Linked DNA regions of Mus musculus: all the other regions are linked to region 1. A link is a contact called in public promoter capture Hi-C data. All regions are on one chromosome and are shown on one strand. Each heading gives the region's core, a stretch centred on a gene start, on an enhancer-like site or on the middle of the called end of the contact. The rest is flanking DNA. Distances are from core to core; before and after follow the strand shown.

Evidence for each region. Promoter capture Hi-C pulls out the DNA fragments that hold promoters and counts their contacts.
Region 2: a promoter capture Hi-C map of pre-B cells shows a contact between it and region 1, with 5 times the contacts expected there. The contact joins the promoter of Nt5c3b here to the promoter of Rpl23 in region 1. A contact is called at or near these places in 2 of 39 promoter capture datasets (hippocampal neurons and pre-B cells).
Region 3: a contact with region 1 is called in a promoter capture Hi-C map of pre-B cells, with 4 times the contacts expected there. The contact joins the promoter of Acly here to the promoter of Rpl23 in region 1. A contact is called at or near these places in 2 of 39 promoter capture datasets (hippocampal neurons and pre-B cells).
Region 4: a contact with region 1 is called in a promoter capture Hi-C map of hippocampal neurons, with 4 times the contacts expected there. The contact joins the promoter of Dhx58 here to the promoter of Rpl23 in region 1. A contact is called at or near these places in 4 of 39 promoter capture datasets (hippocampal neurons, liver and pre-B cells).
Region 5: a contact with region 1 is called in a promoter capture Hi-C map of cranial neural crest. The contact joins the promoter of Dnajc7 here to the promoter of Rpl23 in region 1. A contact is called at or near these places in 2 of 39 promoter capture datasets (cranial neural crest and hippocampal neurons).
Region 6: a promoter capture Hi-C map of pre-B cells shows a contact between it and region 1, with 5 times the contacts expected there. The contact joins the promoter of Cnp here to the promoter of Rpl23 in region 1. A contact is called at or near these places in 2 of 39 promoter capture datasets (hippocampal neurons and pre-B cells).

What each region holds. Positions count from the first base shown.
Region 1 is chr11:97,781,104-97,783,987 of GRCm38.p6, forward strand. It overlaps Rpl23 (ribosomal protein L23), which reads right to left and starts at 1,336. Exons shown (of 5, transcript NM_022891.3): 1 at 1,241-1,336; 2 at 703-786; 3 at 231-359. The coding sequence starts at 1,253. Snora21 (small nucleolar RNA, H/ACA box 21) reads right to left here and starts at 663; the gene lies at 536-663.
Region 2 is chr11:100,439,711-100,443,025 of GRCm38.p6, forward strand. Nt5c3b (5'-nucleotidase, cytosolic IIIB) reads right to left here and starts at 1,388. Exons shown (of 9, transcript NM_001102650.2): 1 at 1,334-1,388; 2 at 1,119-1,217; 3 at 475-544; 4 at 330-376. The coding sequence starts at 1,345. It overlaps Klhl10 (kelch-like 10), which reads left to right and starts at 2,214. Exons shown (of 5, transcript NM_025727.3): 1 at 2,214-2,514. The coding sequence starts at 2,321.
Region 3 is chr11:100,526,290-100,529,278 of GRCm38.p6, forward strand. It overlaps Acly (ATP citrate lyase), which reads right to left and starts at 1,711. Exons shown (of 28, transcript NM_134037.3): 1 at 1,506-1,711.
Region 4 is chr11:100,702,344-100,705,589 of GRCm38.p6, forward strand. It overlaps Dhx58 (DEXH (Asp-Glu-X-His) box polypeptide 58), which reads right to left and starts at 1,928. Exons shown (of 13, transcript NM_030150.2): 1 at 1,828-1,928; 2 at 1,558-1,726; 3 at 1,151-1,352; 4 at 736-926. The coding sequence starts at 1,725. Kat2a (K(lysine) acetyltransferase 2A) reads right to left here. Exons shown (of 18, transcript NM_001038010.2): 17 at 3,233-3,246; 18 at 2,403-3,088. The coding sequence ends at 2,895.
Region 5 is chr11:100,617,958-100,621,191 of GRCm38.p6, forward strand. Dnajc7 (DnaJ heat shock protein family (Hsp40) member C7) reads right to left here and starts at 1,670. Exons shown (of 14, transcript NM_019795.5): 1 at 1,571-1,670. The coding sequence starts at 1,647. It also overlaps a transcript of Nkiras2 not described here.
Region 6 is chr11:100,573,459-100,576,339 of GRCm38.p6, forward strand. It overlaps Cnp (2',3'-cyclic nucleotide 3' phosphodiesterase), which reads left to right and starts at 1,481. Exons shown (of 4, transcript NM_009923.2): 1 at 1,481-1,610; 2 at 2,778-2,881. The coding sequence starts at 1,608.

The DNA.
Region 1 (2,884 bases), core at 86-2,585:
TTCTACCTTCCACTACGACTTAAGGAGCCTCCCAGGGCCGGGCGTGGTGGCGCACGCCTTTAATCCCAGCACTTGGGAGGCAGAGGCAGGCGAGTTCGAGGCCAGCCTGGTCTACAAAGTGAGTTCCAGGACAGCCAGGGCTACACAGAAAAACACTGTCAAAAAAAAAACCAAACAAACAAACCAAAACAAGCAACCAAACAAAAAAACAAGCTCTCCTCCCCGCTCACCCTTTTTCCTTAGTTCTGGTTTGCCTTTCTTAACTGTGGCCATCACCATGTCCCCAACACCAGCAGCAGGAAGTCTGTTCAGCCGTCCCTTGATTCCCTTCACAGAGATGATATACAAGTTTTTAGCTCCTATAGGAAAAAAACAAACAAAAGTAAATTTTGTATGAGACCGGCAGAATTCACAATATAGAGTCAGCAAGGCTATACACCAAGTAACTCAGTCTCAGAAAAGCATGAACACAAACAAACCAAAACAAACCGTTTTCGTAAAACTCATCGGGCTTGTAAGTAATCTTTCAGAAGTGTCTTGTCACAACACCGATTGAAGTTAAACAACACAACACGTTGCCACTTCACCCAAAAGTGGTGTTTTTCACTCTGCCCCTTCTTGACGGCTCAGTGGGTCACTAGCAAAAGGCTCACTGAGTGCTTTTAAAAGGGGACGGTGGCAGGACGCGGCCGAAGGCCTCACCTGTGTTGTCTGCACAGTTGATCACAGCTCCGACCGGAAGACCCAGGGAAATCCGGAATTTCGCCCCGGAGGACCCACCGCGTCCTGCGGGGAGGGAAACAGACAGGACAAGGGTCCACATTCGGTCTCACAGTTCCCAACTATAACCCACCGCACACGCTTCGGCGAGGGCCGGCCGCTCCCCGGCTACCACGCACTTGTCACGGGACCCGGCCGTGCCCATTATTTGCATCCTCCTGCGGAAGAAGGAGACTGCGAGGCTCCAACCTCGTCTGCATTTGCGGGGACCGCAGATATCGCGCAGTCCCGTCGACCCCACGTTCTCCGTTCGGCCCCATGCTCCGCTCCTACACCAGCTCAACACCATTGGCATCGCCCTCTTTCAGGGCTCCCTCTAGGCCTCCGCGGTGCCCCCATCTTCTCTATCTCCGGCCCCGGGACTGTAAACTATCACCGCCGCCGGGGGCCGTCGCCAAGGGATGGGCGGGCCATCCCGCGCGGCAGATGCCAACGGATCCCCAAACTCAAAATTCCTCACCTCGCTTCGACATCTTGAACGCCCGGAAAGGGTCAGAAAGGAAGTTAGTACAGGGGACACTGGGATATGAACGGGAGGCCCCGCCCACTCAGCCACGTGACCGGACCTCGTCCAGCCCGCCTCCCTCCCCGGGTCGCAGCTAGATGACGTAAAAGGCCTGGGCCTCCGCGGGACCGTTCTGCGTGGGAAAGCTGCGCTTAAGATGTGTAGGGGCGAGTAATTTTGGGGCTACACCCAACGCCTCGGAAGTAATTGGCGATATGGACACATTGCCTTTTGGCTTTTTAAAATTTGCTTAACAGCTTCTTTTGAGCTCTGTGGCCAAGCCCCTCTCTGGATAACAGGGATTCGAAAATTATTGCTGCGGGTGTGGTGGTGCTCGCCAATAATCTCGGCATCGTGGGAGCTGAAGCAGGAGAATTGCGGCGATTTCAACATCACCTCAGCTACCCATGAGATCCTTCCTCAAAACAAATAAATACATGAGTAAAATAAATTCTTCTGTAAGGGTTCCTAAAGAACAGACACATGGGGCAAGAGCAAGTTCAGAATGGTTTCATTTGGCTGTGGAACAATTAAGTGGAGCGCTACAGATGAGTCTGTGTGTTTGGTACCATAACATTCTTTCGTCATGAGAGTTAACAATACTCTATTAGTGACATTCACACAGCCGCTCGGACTACAACTCAGTACCTTATTATTAATTATTCTTAGACTTAGCCCACAGCTAACCGTGACCGATTGATTGGCTTTGTTGCTTCTTAAAGATGTGCAAAATTTCGTAAAGCTTAAATATAGGATAGTTTATGCTTGCTTATAATCAAGATGGACAGGTTTTGTTTTGTTTTGTTTTGTTTTGTTTTGTTTTGTTTGGGGGGACAGGGTTTCTCTGTATAGCTCTGGCTGTCCTGGAACCCACTCTGTAGACCAGGCTGGCCTCAAACTCAGAAATCCGCCTGCCTGCCTCTGCCTCCCAAGTGCTGGGATTAAAGGCGTGCACCACCACGCCCGACTGGACATGTTTTAATTTATTAATATTAATTTCCCCTTTTACTACCTCAACCTCTCCCTATTTTCCTTACCTTCTGTTGAAACATTCATTCAAATGTGCGTTGAATACTTATATCAGGGCCAGATTCTGTCCAGATTACATGAGGGAATAAAATAGAGCATTATTCTTGCCTTTATGGGTTTTCCTCTGCCAGGGTAGAGGTTGGAGGCAGGTAATAGATACTAAATAATAGGAGTGGGCTGGAGAGATGGTTCAGCAGTTAAGAGCACTGACTGCTCTTCCAGAGGTCCTGAGTTCAATTCCCAGTGACCACATGGTGGCTCACAACCATTTGTAACGGGATCTGATACCCTCTTCTGGTCTGTCTGAAGACAGCTACAGTGTACTCATATAAATAATATAAATAAATCTTTAAAAAAAACCTAAATAATAGGAGTAATTGTGAGAGTTCCAGTATACAGTATATCGTTGTCAAACGGGAAGAAGTATTATGAAGAAAGGACAGTGAGGTATGGAGAGGTGAAGGGACAGGTTGCAATAGAAACATTAGTGCCTGATAGTTTGTCATCTCTCCTATTCAGATGCTATCCCAAGTTCAAGGCCACCCTGAACAATGTAGAGACCCTATCTGA
Region 2 (3,315 bases), core at 138-2,637, 2.7 Mb after region 1:
ATCCTTGTCTGGCTGAGACTTAATATGTAGAGCAGGTTGGCCTCGAACTCACAGAGATCTGCTGCCTCTGCCTTCTGAGTGCTGGGATTAAAGGTGTGCGCCACCAACACCCATGCAGCTTCCTTTTCCTTGCCTAAGTGACCTTGAACTCTTTCTGGAATCCAGGCAGCCTCTGAACTTGGGATCCTCCTGTCTCAGCCTCTGGGATTACAGGTCTCCCCACACTGTGTTTAAGGAACGGAGTTTCTTAAGATTTCAGTCCTGGACGCTGTGGTTCAACCCCAGAAGCATACCACAGCCATGTTTGAGCAAAGAAGGGAATGACCCACCTCTTTGCGACAATCCTCACTGATAATTTTGCTGTTATCCAGAATATCTGAAAAAAGAAAACACACACACACACAAGACTCCCTTTATTTGCTCCATAGCAGTTGTCATCTTGAGCCCTACAAGGAAAGCTAAAATGTGACTTACTGTGGGAAGAAGGGCATCGCTGTCCATTGTAAGCAAATCTGCTCAGGGTCATGTCAAAATCGGAAATCACCTAAGAGACAAAGGGCGGATGATGGTGGTTGACTAGGTTGACTGACTAGGTTGACTAGGTTGACTGACTAGGTTGACTAGGTTGACTAGGTACTGGTCTATCCTGGCCCTTGCCTCAGCCTGGGGTAGCGGAGGAAGTCTAACCAAGCTGCAGCAAAGCCTTTGCAAGGTTAGGGAGAGACAGAAGAAAGAAGGAAAAAAGTGACATCCTGTGTCAGGACACGAGTTAACCCTGAAGAAAACAAAGTCCCCCAAATGTGGGGGTGACTTTCTGTGGCATCTTTATACACTGGTTCTTTCTTAAGGTGCCTTCCGACCTTTGTGGATCTCCCTTATCTTCGACTGGGGGAGGGAGGGGGGCCTCCACCCACTTGCTTTCTAAAACCAAGCGGCAGGAAAAGGGTCACATCTGACTACTCTGAAAGTTGGCTACTGGGGGAGGTAGGCTCTTTCCCGAGGTGAACCAATCTGTTTGTCCATGACCACCCTAGGGCGCAGGCTCGCAGAGCGCGAACCCCAGTTGGCGGGAAGGCCGCAGGGCAGGCACCCTCCCGCCCTACCCCAAGCCCCGGTACCTGCAGGCGGTCTCCTCCGCCCCTGCGAAGGGCGCCCACAATTTCCTGCACCCGTCCGGGCTGCCGCATCAGGACCGTGGCCTTCATCAGGCTGCTTACCTGTCGTGAGACCCAAGAGACCCGCTGACCCGAGAGCCGCGATGGGCATCAGGACAGCTGGGTCTCTCCGCACCCGCGATCCCGCCACGCGGGACCGTCCCCGCCCGTGGCCTCACCTCCTCCGCCATCACGCCGCTGGCCTGGTGGGCGGCCCCGAAGACAGCGCCCGCCTTACAGCCACACTGCGCAGGCGTCGCCTCGCACTAGTCGCGTCGGTCTAGGAGCTGCAGGCCGTTTCCAGGCTGGCTCCGGATACTGGCAGGAGAAGCAAGAGTGGGGAGTGCGGGGGTGTGTGGGGGAAGATGGTCTACTGTGTGTGGGGGTGGGGGAACGTTGGGGGGCGAGGGGGGGGAGTACCAAGACGCTGGGGTCCTGTATGTGGGCTGGCTGTCATGAGGCTTTGGTGTGTATGGGCGCCTGTCACTCACTCTTTCTGGAACACAAATGCAATCTTTACTGGGGTTGGGGGTCACTGCTTAGTGAGAGAGTTCTTGCCTGCAGGTATGAGGCCCTGAATTTCATCCCCTGCATTGCAAAGAACAACCCACTAGGTATTCAAGTGCATTTTGGACAGGGGGTGTATCCAGGAGACACTTCCCTAACTGGCTCTTCATCAGCACCACAAGCAAAGTAAGGCAGTAAGGCATCTCAGGGGCTGGAAGACCCTGGCCAGCATGATATTTGATCAGCTCTGCTTCTGCCTCTGCACCCATGGGGAGCCCAGAGAGAGCTTTGGAAGGATGCTGCAGGGAGGTGGGGACCCAACCTGAAGATGCAACAAGCAGCAGACTCAGTAAAGGCTCAATTGTGTTGGTGGTCACAGTTCTGCCCTAGGTCTGAGGTCGAGGAAAGAGATGTGGGGTGGTCTACCTGTATGTTCTGGGGGGAGGGGGAGGAAAAGAAGGGGCAAGAAGGGGGTTCCAGAACCTGAGAGCACAATCCTGAGTGATCTCACTGCCCAGGATTCTGGAACTTGGGCTGCCTGATGGTCCCTATATGAAAGATGTAGTAGGGAAAAGGAGCGACAGCTGGCTAAAGGGGCCCCCCATAACCCTCCCCAACACCCCAGGAGAGCAGCCTCTCTCCCCTGGTCCCAAGGAGCCATGGAGATGGAGAGCACCGCTGCCTCCACCCGGTTCCACCAGCCTCACATGGAAAGAAAGATGAGTGCAATGACCTGTGAGATCTTCAACGAGCTCCGGCTTGAGGGCAAGCTCTGCGACGTGGTCATCAAAGTCAATGGCTTCGAGTTCAATGCCCACAAGAACATCCTCTGTAGCTGCAGCTCCTACTTTAGGTACACCGGAGGGGGGGGGGGAAGCTGAGCCGTGTCTCCCATCACTGAGGCTCTGTGTTTGTTTATAACTGGTTTGAGCTGTTCTCAAGTCTAAGCTTTGTAGGTTGACAGCATGCCATTGCAGCGTTAAAAAAAAAAGTTGGACAGACCTGATCCTACACTCTAGATAAGGCTCCGAAAGGACCAGTTTATAATCCAGGCATAGTGGCTCAGGCCTGTAATCCCAGCAACTGGAGAGGCTGAGGCAGGAGAATCAGTAGTTCAAGGGCAGCCTGGGCTATAGAGAATCTATTTCTAAAACAAACAAACAAACAAAAAAACCAAAACAACAACAACAGGAAGATAGTAAATATCTTTTTTTTAAAGTTTGTATTTATTCATTTATTTTATAGATGGATATCTTGCCTGCATGTATGTCTGTCTGGGCCACATACATGATGCGCCTGAAGAGGCCATAAGGGGACATTGGGTCCCCTGGGACAGGCATTGCAGACTGTTGTCAGCTACCATGTAGGTGTTTGGCATGGAACCTCGTGTTCTGTTGAAAAGAGACCCATCTCTACAGCTCCAAGATGTTAAATAGCTTAAGCTCAGCGGGCCATGTACTCTGGCAACCGTTCAACCTCTGCCTTTCTATCAGGAACTGCCAAACAAGGCCAGGATGTTTCTGTCCGTCTTTAATCCCGGTACTTGGGAGGCAGAGGCTGGCAGATCTCTGGGAGTTCTAGGCCAGCCTGGTCTACATGGGGAGTTCCAGGGCTACATAGGTGAGACCCTGCCTTAAAAAAAAAGAAAAGGGGG
Region 3 (2,989 bases), core at 461-2,960, 2.7 Mb after region 1:
CAGAGCTGAGCGCCCACTCCCCCAACAAACTGTTACCTGTTAACAATAACCTGCAAACTCTTAGTGGGAACCATGCCCAAGGTTCCAACACGCACACGCACCTATACACTTAGATATATGGACACACACACTCACATTCTCTCTGTCTTTGTCTGTCTCTATCTCTCTCCAAGAAAGGGATCTTTTGAATTGAATGGGCTATTTTCTACAGTGACTGCCTGAGGACTGAATTCACTCACTGAGGCCCCAGGAGCAGCCCAGAGGGAAGGGTGAATGAATGAAGCCTGCTTTTAAAGAAGACTCCTCTGGGACCCACTGAGGAGGGTCGACAAAACACTCTCACTTTAAGGGCTGGGGAGGGGGAGGGGATGACAAGCAAGCAATCCCCTATAGCAAAGGAACGGACAGAACTCTTCCGAGTATTCCCTGCTACAGCAGACAGTGTCTAAATAGAGATTAAAAACAGCAGCTACTCTGTCTTCAAGGCCTCCTTTTACTGCCCCCCCCCCCCGCAGAGGGGAGCGTTTAAGCAGCTTTCTAAGAGGTGGAAATGATCTTTCCAGGACAGTTATCTCTCGATAGTAAAGAAACCCGACATGCTGAGCAAAGTTAAAGCGGGGACAGACAGGGTTGGCTGGCAGACTAAAGTGCCTTATGCTGTCCTTTCCAAAATTATGTCAGGAGGGATCCCTCATAGCAGAATTTCAAGACTGAAGAAAGCAGCAAGCTTTGGGGACCAGACCTCTGCCAGGCCTGACAGGAGGTAGAGGTAGGTAGCATCCTTTGCACACACGCGCGCCCGCGCACATACACACACCCTAGGTGCTTGTCTCATCCAGACTCCTGAGCACTCCGACCATCTGTTGTTTGGGGGCTACACCAGTAGGGAGCTCCTTAGCAGGGAGAGCCCATCCAGCGCCGTCGCTCCGGAGCCAAGTCCTCGCAGCAAGGCCTCAGGCACTCTGAAGCAGCACGACCCCGCGTGGCCAGGGCCCGCTCCCTACACTTCGACATAGAGCTTAAGGGATTCACCACAGAACTAACAGGACAGGCCTGCTTGAGTCCGGCTTGCGAGCGGCCGGCGTGGAGAGAGTAGCCACCGCCATCTCTACTACCCGCCCCGGCATCCGGTGGGGAACCCGAATGGGGCCCAAAAAAGTGTCCCAAAAAAAGCCCGACTAGACTCGAGAGCTGGCCCTGGGTGGAGCTGAGAAGAAGCAGGACGCGCAAAGGCAATCCGGAGGAGGGAGAAGTAAGGTCGGTGGCAAGCAATGTGCAAACTCCCAGGAACTAGAATAGGATTGGGAGGGTGTAGACATGCGGCCCGCGGCTGGGGAGAAGACTACTATAAAGCTTAGACCCGCACAAAACTTCCGAGCAGGTGCAGGGAGCGCGCGGGAGCGCCCAGCCAGGGAGCCCGGAGGTGGTTCCGGGTTGGGGGAGGGAAGCAGGAAGCTTAGTGGGTACTGGGGGGTCGCACCCGCGCCTACGACTGCCGTACTCACCTCTTCGAGAAAGCCTGAGTGTGGCTCTCTGTCCGTAAGCACCAGCTCACCCCAACTCTTCGGATCGCTCCAGCCGCCTGCAGCAGCCGGGGATCCGGCTTTTGTTCCGGCCCAAGTGGGCTCCTCCCCGCCCCCCATCAGCTCACAGGCTAAGCAGCCCGGCGATTGGGCACACGCGTTCCCTAGCCTGAGCTCTAGGCTCCTCCCCATTCGCTGCTGTGGTGGCCCCGCCCTCAGGCCTGACCTGGGGCTGATGGGACTTGTAGTCCCGGACGTGGGCGGGGCCGTGGGCGGGGCCTAGGATGGGGAGATGGGCCGGGCGGCTCTAGGAGGAGAACCTACGAGGCTGGGGGCTGTGGCCTGATCGTTTCAGGGGCTGGGCCGGCCAGCCGCCGGGTTGGGTAGCTGAGGGAGGGGGTTGTTGGCCCAAAAGGCTATAGCACTTCTCCCTGGACCTGGCGTCCTCTTCCTCCCTCCCAGGAGAGCAACTGACGTTCTTATCCCAGGCTCTTGTAAGCCGCCACACCAAACCCAGTGCGTTAGACCTGCTTTTGAAAAGCTACGTCTGCTTTCCTTTCACACGTGTCGCCTCTCCGCTCCTGGAACCCTCCCCAGGGAATTTACCAGAGCCAGTCTACACGACCACGCTACACAATCAGACTGTCCGACCTAGGACATAGATTGGAGGAAGGGGTAAACTAGTGAGGCCAGAAGGACGCCAGTCCCAACGCGAGTCCTCTTACAGGCTCACCTGAGCGCGGATCTGGGCGGAGCTGATCATTTATCTGAGATTAAAACTTAGGACTGGGGCCATCCCTGCCCAACCTCTTGCTCCCTCCCCCAACCTCAAACTAAGACACCGAAAGCAATGAACAACCTCCTCTTTTCTGTTACTTGCGAAAGATAGAACATATTTTCCAAACCCAAAACTGGAGCGCCCAGTCTAACAGGTACCCGAGAACTTCTGGGGCAGAATAGATAAATCATAAGGTCCTGGAAATCAGGAATTCACTGCTTCCCTGGAGTGGAAGCCTCTCTTGCTTGTCCCCTAGTCCCAGTATGTCTTCCCAGATGGACCCAGAAACTAACAATTTTCCAGCTCTAGGAAGGAGGCCAGAATCATCCTTTAATCAGCTCAGGTGATGCGTCAGCCCAGGGTGCAGAGAATCTGCATGGCTGTGCCCCTGGCAAAAAACCCTGGGTCAAAAGCTCCCTGCAACAATGTTGCAACACTCTCCTGGGCAAACACTTTCCCAAGGCCCCCCACTCCCAGGCCCTTTTCGGCCAGTCTTTGGATGGCTGAACTTGTAACACCCATTCTTGACCAGCGTGTGCTCCTTTTTTTGTTTGTTTGGGTTTTTTTTTTGTTGTTGTTGTTTTGTTTTTTACGAGACAGGGTTTCTCTGTGTAGCCCTGGCTGTCCTGGAACTCATTTTGTAGACCAGGCTGGCCTCGAACTCAGAAATCCGCCTGCCTCTGCCTCC
Region 4 (3,246 bases), core at 678-3,177, 2.9 Mb after region 1:
GAAAGAGGAGTCAGGCAGAATTTGAGGGAGGCGGGGTCCTGGCTAAGGACAGAAAAGCCTGAGGCAGGGCCACTCCACTGGAAGTTAGGATTCATTTCAAAAAGTCTGAAGTGCGTCCCGGTGAGTGACTAATACTCTCGCATTGATGAGCGAGAGGAACTTAGATTCAAATGACCATGAAGAAACAATTGAAAATCAGCAAAGAGGGCTGGAGAGATGACTCAGAGGTTAAGAGCACTGGTTGCTTGCTCTTCCAGAGATCCTGAGTTTAAGTCTCAGCAACCACATGGTGGTTCATGACCATCTCATCTCATGAGATCTGGTGCCCTCTTCTGGCCTGTAGGCATACCTGCAGGCAGAACGCCGTACGCATGATAAAGAACGAAAGAAAAAGCAGTTCCCATTTTCATAGTTCCCAGGTCAAACAGCTTCCAGTTTATAGCACGAACGAACTCCGAAAATAATTAAAATTAGTTCTATGACAGAGTAGTGGGGATGGCCAGGGGAGACTGTGACAATGACAGGGCTGTTCACTGAATGGTGAAAACGAATCTGATGGAGGTTCAAAAGCAAGGGCATTTCCAGGCAAAAGGAATAGTAAGTTCAAAGGGTCCCACAAGCCTCATATGCTCAAGGTAGCGGAAGAGACGAGCATAGCCATAGTATGAAGAGTATATTTGGTAGGACTGGGAGGCAAGACAAGCAAAGATCTATGGTGGGAGGGGCTCAGCTGACCTGTAGGATGTGATCAATGGCCCCTTGGAGCTTGGTGGCCCCTCCAGTGCCTGGGGAGGCTGTGAGACCCAGGACCTGGGGGAGGGGCTCTGCCTTCTTCAGCTTCTGTTCTAGGTACCGGCTCAAGATGGTGTTGTAGACGGTGTCCTTGTGGGTGTGGTGACACTCGTCCACCACAATCAGCGAGAATTCTGGGGGCACATGAGAGACAGTGGACGGCTGCTGCTGCTGCTTCTTTCTCATAGCACTTTTGTGAAGCCCTCATTTTTCTCTGAAGTTTTCCTCTTCCCTTCCCTACTTTGGGCTGGGTCCCAGACAGGGAGCAGGTAGGAATGAAAGCGAGGCTGGGCTAGAGGAAGGAGGCTTGCTTGCCCAGGAGCACGTCCTGTGAGCAGGTCACGGCTTTCCCCCTCACCTCTGAGCTCTACGTGTTCATCCTCCTCAGAGCTGTTGAGTGCCAACTGTAACAACTCTGCCGTACAGATGAGCAGGTCGTGGCTCCGAGCCATCAGGCCAAAGCCAGCTCGGGATCCCATGTCCCCACTCAGGGTTGTTACAGTCCAGTGTTTATCCAGCATGCGCCTGAACTCCTCGGCGTGCTGGCTCACCAGGTGTACCTAGGAGTGAAGAGTAATGAAGAGAACTTGGATTGGGGTGGGGGGTGGAAAATGGCAGTTGTTGGGAGTTGGGGTGGGGGAAGGTGGGAGGAGCAAGATGTCAGGACCCAGCCATCTCCTGAACCAAGGAGAGGAGACCTGGCAGAGCGGTCGTCTAGAAGAGATGAGCTAAGAGACCCCACTTTGGGAAGGGCAGACCACTCACCCTATTGACCAGTACCACCACCTTGCCTCTGTCTACCGTCTCTAGATGCCTCTTGGCTACAAAGGCAGCTGCCCGGGTCTTCCCAGCACCCGTGGGCAGCCATATAATGATATTCTTGCCCTCCAGAGCAGGTAAGATCACTTCCCACTGGTAGGGTCGCAGCTCCATTCTGGAATGGCAGAGAGATCAGAACACGTACTGTCCCCTTCCTCCCAGCCAGCCCAGTAAGCTTCAGAGGCTGTTCTTAGCCAAGAACTCGTAGATAACTACCTGGAGCCTGCACTGGCCAGGATTAGGATGGGGTTTGGAAATGAATAGCAGCAGACTAGGCTGGTCTCTGCGGAGGTTTCTGGAGCTCTAGAAATGAAACTGAAACAAGGGGAGGAGCCAGCCAGAGCTGGAGCCCAACCCAGCCATCAAAAAAAAAAAAAAAAAAAAAAAAAAATTGAAGACTGGCAAGGGAGATGCTGACAGTCACTGCTCCTGGGTTCCCTATTTCCTCATCTGTTTTCAGTTGGCAGTAACCCTGTCCATCTGGGCTGAGCTTAAGGCCTGGAGGGGCTGACCTTGGCTGCCTGTTTCCTGGACCAGGAGTCAGGAAATAGGCAGGCATTAAGGACAAGCTCTTGCTCTCCCTTTGCAGGGGAGACAGGCTGGAAGTTATTGAAGCAGAGGAGGTGAGGGACGGCAGTCAGCCAGGTCCATCACCCCACTATATATTGCAGGGGTCAGTGGCACCAGTGTAGCCTGAAGTTAGGCTTTCAGGTTAGAAGAGTCAGGACTCGAGAAGCAAAGGTCAGCCTGCTAAGTCTAAAGCCGGACCCCCCCCCCAAAAAACAATCACACAGGGGAAAAAAAAAGCTTTATTGTTCCCTCCGAGGGATTAATGCCAAGGAATGAATGGTCCTCCTGCCCCCAATCCTGGAGGGACAGATAGACAACAGTGTAGGATAAGCCAAGGCCCCTCATGGTTCCTCCAGTCTGGGCTGTTTCCATGTGAAGGCTACTCACTGAATAGTCCTGGCCCTGGGAAACAGGCATGGGGACCAGGCTCAGGATGCTCAGCCTGCATGGCTCTATAAGGACCAACAGTTCATGCCCTGGCCACCAGACATTCTACAACGGGCTGGCCCCAGACCAGACGTCTCCCCAAGGTGGGATGCAAGGAAGGTGGAAAGAGAGCTGCTGGCTTGGGAGTGAGTGCCTGCTGGCCAGAAAGTCTGTAAGATCTGGGGTCCCTGGCTGGAGTTTCTCCAGCTGAGTCCGGGAGAGGGGGCCGGGAGCCCCCAAACGGATCTGAGGAGATGGAGGTGGATGTTGCGGATCCCAGCTGGGGGCTACTTGTCGATGAGCCCTCCCTCTTTGAGCTTGAAGTAGAAGAACTTCTCCAGGGCACTGGCGCAGCGACAGTATTCGCTGTCTGGGGGATTGTACTCCCGGCAGTTGGCGATGACCCGCTGCAGGTCAGCTACGAAGAGCTTCCGGGTCACATAGTAGCGACTGCGCAACCGTTCTGTCATGGTCTTCAGGTCTGGGTCACGAGAGAGAAGGCACATGACTTTAAGAGGTGAAGGGCTGTAACTGGGGCTGCCCACCATGGTACATGCAGACAGGAGTCAGGCTACCCTGTCAAGACTGGGGGCTTAGGCTGGGGAGTGAGTACAAGGGTCCTCACCAATGGGGAAACGG
Region 5 (3,234 bases), core at 420-2,919, 2.8 Mb after region 1:
ACACCTTTAGTCCAGCACTTGGGAGGCAGAGGCAGATGAACGGTTCTCTATGAGTTCAAGACTGGCTGGTCTACATAGAGACCTGTTTCAAGTCCGAATCAGTGACACTCTCTACAGGAGATTTACACTTGAGTAGGATAGATTCCTCAAATGACATATAGCCAAAGTCCCTATTTATAGCAGTAAGAAGCACTAAATTCTTTCCAAATATAAGTAAAATAAAATGTAAGCTCTGTTTGTGTTAGCGAGGGGCTTCCGTTCTCATTTGGCAATACCTTAAGTTATATAGGAGCGGATGATGCTTAACTCCAGACACTGTAATGACATGGAAACTCAAACAGGAGGAGGAGGAGGCAAGGCTAAACTTGATAGCTCTTGATCAACTACACTTTGTCTAGCATCTCAGCTTTCAAGTCAGGTACTACCATACACCTGATGACTACAATATTCCCCGTATCTCTCCGAGTACCGCTTATAAGTCTAACTTGGACAGTAAACCCCTCAGAATCCTGATTTCTAGACCTCCTGAACTGACTCTGTTCAAATTATTCAGCCTGAAGACATTCCCTACAGGCTTGGTATGAACATGAACCACAAGGGAAGGAGAGTAAGGGGACTGTAGTCCATCCTAAGAAAAGGATCAAATTAATCATGCTACTGATAAAAGAATCAGTTCACCTTTGGTATCAGAACAAGTCCCGCCCGCTCCCAAGCGTACTCTAACCCCCCCACCCCACCCCACCCCACCCCGCTTTGAAAACCCGTTCTTAAGCTGGTGTCGGAATTCACCAAGTGTTCGAGAAAAACCACTCACTCAGCACCTCCCTAGGCTAGGCCAGACTAGCAATCCCGAGCCACTGCAGCTGCCCAGCAGTGCCAACTGCATTTAAACAGCTGTTCTCCTTGAGCTTAAGAATGCTCTTGGGAGGAATGGCGAAGAAGCGTCTGCCCCCGTACTGCAAGAGACAAGCTCCTCATTCGCCCTTCTGTCTATCCATTCTTAACTTCTACGGCTATCGGGGAGTGGGGGGCGACCAGGTCCATACAGTGAGCATCCAATTCTCTCAGCCTCACACTAGAGACCACTAAGGGTCATTAGTGAGGAAAGGGAAGTGAGGAGGAGAATGCGGGCTTCGGAGACGACCAGTCAGGACGGGCAACAATGCACACAAGTTAACCAGAGCGGGCGGAGGTCGGGGCTCTGTTAAGGAAGTCGTCATTGTCGCCGCGACGCCTCCCCCACTCTGCAGCCGACCTCTGGGGTTCCTACCCTTCCCCCCGCCCCCGCCCGGGAACCCGGCCTCCACGATGAAGTCCACCTTCCTCCCCGCGGCAGAACAAGACCATGCCTCAAGCTCCCTGCTAGGCGGAAGCAGAAGGGGACAGCAGACCCCCTAAGTGTACCCCTTCAGAGGGATCTCGGTCGACTCCAGCTCAGATGGGGGCGGGGGGTGTCTGCAGGAGAGCCATCGTCTCTGCATCTGGGGGCTGCCTCGCTGGCGGGTCCACCTGCCCCAAGCCACGAGCTGCAAGCTCGTCTCCTCCATGACTCTACCACCCGGTTGGTTACCTCTTGGCGTCTTCGTCCTCCAGCAGTTCAGGCTCGGTCGCCGCCATTACCACATCGCACTCCGCGGTAGCCGCCATCTTACCGCCGGGACCAGAGAGCCGGGTGGGAGGCAGACGGTGTAGAGCACTTCCGGTCGGAGCATCGAGCCGCTCGGCGGCGCCGCGCCCAGAGGGACTCCCTCGAGCCCGTCTACCAACGAGAGGCTCCGCTTGGGGCCAGAGCGGCCTTCCATCCCTGGAGGTCCACGGTGGTCTCCGCGCTGGGGCGGGGGCCCAGGGACGGTTCCTGTGCGTAGGGGGCGCCACTTTACCCGTGAATAGGAGGAGGGTACAGAAGGAGGTTGCCTCTCTGGGCCTAAGCTTGCCTCAGTATCCCTACAGCCCGGTTGCCATAACAACTAGCAATCCTAGAGAGCCTCCGGTAACGCTTGGGAGTCCCTGGTGGGTGGAGACGGGGTCCCCAAGACACTTGAGGAAGAAAAGCCCCCCCCAAGACTACCTTCCTGACTTTGCAGTGTGTCCACAGCTTCCTCCCTGGAAAGGCATGAAGAGCTACTTTGAGCCCAATCCCCAGCTTCATCAGTTCCTGGAAGCCCTGCCCAACCAAGCGAGGGGAACGCAGGGCGTCTTCACCCTGCTCCTTTCATCCTCCACGGATCTCTAAGCACCAACTGGTTCATCACCCCAATGACGCGGACCCTTTTATGAGGCTGCTTTCATGTCAGCCGCTTGGGAGTGCCATCTCAGCGTTAAGCCTAGAAAGGATGACATGGCGCGCCAGCCCCTGCCCCGGAGTTTATAAGGCAGCTCATGGGGTGAGGTCCCTTTTCCTCAGTGTCCCCTGTACTCCTACTTCTCATAAACTCTACCCAGCACGCTTGTCTGGCCAGATGTTGTCTGGATTGGGAAGACAGCATAATTATCTTTGTAGTACCACTACCACACACAACAGTGTTGGATTAAATTGAGGCCCTCTGAGGTTAAATGTGGGGAGGAGACGACCTTGAAATTGTAATTTAAAGCCAAAAGGAACGAAAATAAGACAATGGAATTTAAATTTCCCTTAAGGAAAGTGTGTGTCAAAGTCCCTAACCTTATTTGTAGGTCCTTATCATTACTGACGGAGTGGAAACTACCTGGGCCACTGGATAGAGAATGATAGCTGGACCTCAGTGAATTGAAATGCTGTGACCCTTTAATATGGTTCCTCCTGTCATGGTGATCCCCAGCCGTAAAATTATTTTTTGTTGCTACTTTGTAGCTATAAATTTTCTACTCTTATGAATTGTAATGTAAATATTTTTGGAGATAGAGGTTTGCCAAAAAAAGTCATGACCCACACAGGTTGAGAACCACTGCCTTAATTAACGAATTTAATTTTTCACCCATTTTTCAACAACGGGGGGGGGGGAAACAATTTTTTTCTTCCTTCCTGAATTTCTTATGTTAGATTTCTTCTGTTCATCTGTTCAACATGAAACCTGGGGTAAATCACACAGACCCACTGCCCTTAGCTTGAAACCTTGTCATCAATGCTTTTTGTCCCCACACCACACATCCCCCAAGTCTTTTCATCCCAAACTCTTAAACAATAAACTTAGAGACTGCAAATAGTCTCCTAACTGATCCTCAGTTTCATCTTTGCCAAGCCTTGGCTCTTCCGAG
Region 6 (2,881 bases), core at 231-2,730, 2.8 Mb after region 1:
AAATAAAAAGTACATTTTAATTTATTTTTGTGTGCATTTATGTGTGCGGACCTACACACCTACTACCTGCCTGTGGCTGTCAGAGAAGAACAAGTCGAGGGAGTTGGTTTTCTATCATTCATGGCCTAGAAGTTCAACTCAGGGTAACGTGGCCATGTTAACAAAGCTATATCTCAACTGCTCCTGAGAAATTATATATAATTATATATCCGTTTGTTTTGTTTTGTTTTGTTGAGACAGGGTGTCTCTCTGTAGGCCTGGCTGTCCTGGAACTCACTCTGCAGATCAGGCTGGCCTGGAACTCACTGAGATCTGCTTGCCTCTGCCTCCCAAGTGCTGGGATTAAAGAAAAAAGTGAAAGTGAACAATGTCACCACGTCCTCGAAGCTAGGATGCACTTGCCTAGCTTGCAGGAACCCCAGCATCTTAAACAGCTGACATGTTCTTGTATGTATGAATTTCCAGCAAGAGGATAAGAAGTTCAAGGTCACCCTTTGTTACATAGAGAGTTTGAACTTAGCCTGGGTTACATGAGATTCATCTTTAAAACAAACCTTTTTTGGGGGATATCCAGCAAAGAAGACTGCTTAGACCCAAGCGGAAGCCAATAGAAAGTCTTTATTAGCCAGCCCCTCAGCCCCTTCACTAGACTTTTTTTTTTTTTTTTTTTTTTTTCCTGAGACAGGGTTTCTCTGTGTAGACCTGGCTGTCCTGGAACTCACCCTGTAGACCAGGCTGGCCTTGAACTCAGAAATCCACCTGCCTCTGCCTTCCAAGTGCTGGGATTAAAGGTGTGTGCCACCACCACCCAGCACTTTTCTCAGGGTAGGCTTTTAATCATAAAAACCACATCCTGTGTTGACACACCTAAGTCAGAAGCAGACTATAGGAGCCAAAAATCAAGGTTAGGACATTTAGGGCCTTTCCCAGAATTATGGACTTTGATGAATTAGGTCTTTGTTTTTGTTTTAGGAGGCGGTGATGCCTATCGGCCTGGTTTCGTGGCCTGAATGGTACTTCCTTCACATGTCAGTTGTGATAAGGTCTATGAGCCTGTTTCAAAATTTTAAACTATCTGACTGCACCCATTTCATCCCAGCCTGCCTGGGAACCCAGGAAAGGCAACTGCCTCCTGTTTTAAGAGTTCATCTCTCTCCTGGTGATGTCTTTAATCCAAGCACTTGGGAGGCAGAGGCAGGCAGATCTCTGTACCAGGCCAGCCTGATCTACATGGTGAGTTCCAGGACAGTCAGGGCTACATAGTGAGTTCCTGTCTCAGAGAAGGGAAAAAGTTAAACTTTAACTTTTAAGGAACAAAGAGGTGGCGTGGCGGACTCTTTCTTGGCATTGAGAGTCCAGGTGTGCTTTTACTTTCTGCCAAGGCTCAGACCGCTGCTTCCTGGCACTCAGGTTTCCATTCCCCGGGGGCGCGTGCGCAGAGGCTCGGGCTGACCCCGCCCTGTCCGCGCGCCCCGCCCCCAGGCTATGAAAGGGACCCTGCGTGGGGGGGCCCCGGACACCCGGAGACGCCCGTGTCCCTCACGCAGGCGGGCGGCCCCGGAGACATAGTACCCGCAAAGGCGGTGACGGCGGTGCGCCCACTCATCATGGTGAGCGCAGCGCGTGCGTGGGGGCCGGGGCGGGAGAGAGGCTAACTGAAAGCGAGATTCTTGGGGATGCATGGGCAGAAGTAGTTTGCAAATGAGGACACCAGGTTCCGGAGTTGAAGTTGCCTCTGGGTCCTCCAAGGCAGCCCTAAGGCAAGGGGCGCGAGCGGGGATATTTTGGGGGAGTCTTAGTGTCTTTGGAGAAGGAAATATCGCCGCAGGGAAGTGAAAGTCGATGCTCCTTGGCGACACCAGCTGGCAAATGGGTCTGGGTAGCACCAGAGAGTGCAGGGCTGTTGTGGAGCCCGCGCTGGGAGTGGGTTCCTGCACAAGGCTATAGAGAAGCCAGAAGCCAGCTAAATTCTCAGGGGCGGAAGCCGTTGTAGATGACAACTGAAACCGCTATGTCTTGTTTTTGTCAGAGAGGTGCTGCTAACACACAGCAGAATAGGGGGCACAGATCTCTGAATACAGGTGCCCTGTGCCCTAATCCTACAGATTGGGGGAGGGGGCGCACTGAGAGAGCAGAGGAGGAGGTGGTTGTGAATATGCCCTTTGTCCAGTGCCCTCCTGCCCTGCCCCCCACCAGCCCTCTGTGGGACCATTGTCCCCCTATACCCAGACAAGAGAGTATTATCTGTTGGTGCCATTGTTGGGTGGAGGGAGGCGGTCTTTGGGTCACCCTCCCCTGCCCTCACCCTCCTCTGCACACTCAAGAGAGCCAAGGCAGCTGTGGCTTTGCCCATACATAGAGCCCCAGGCCTCCAAACAGGACATCCTTAAGAGGTGCCAAGAATATATAAGTTAGGGCTGACAGGGAGCCACAGGCACTTGCTGCCCTTGCGTGCCCTGTCACCAAGGTGTTCTGAGGGGGAGCAGAGAGTGATCCTTGGAGCCAGAGACTAAGAGGTTAGGTAGCTTCAGAAAGATTCCCTCTACCTTACAACCCAGCTGTTGAAGATACTGAAGGATCTACTGCGAGGAAGAAAATCCACCATTCCCCTCCGGGGAAAGCATCCACCATTCAAGGGTGCTTTAAGTTAGGCTTGGGGATTCCTCAACTGACAAGCGGTCCCCCTCTGGGAGAACTCGGCCAGAGACTAGGGTGTGGTGCTTGCGGGCTGGCTTTGAGGAGCCGGGGCTGACATCTCCTCCTCCCTTCTTACACAGAACACAAGCTTTACCCGCAAAAGCCACACATTCCTGCCCAAGCTCTTCTTCAGGAAAATGTCATCCTCAGGAGCAAAGGAGAAGCCAGAGCTGCAGTTCCCTTT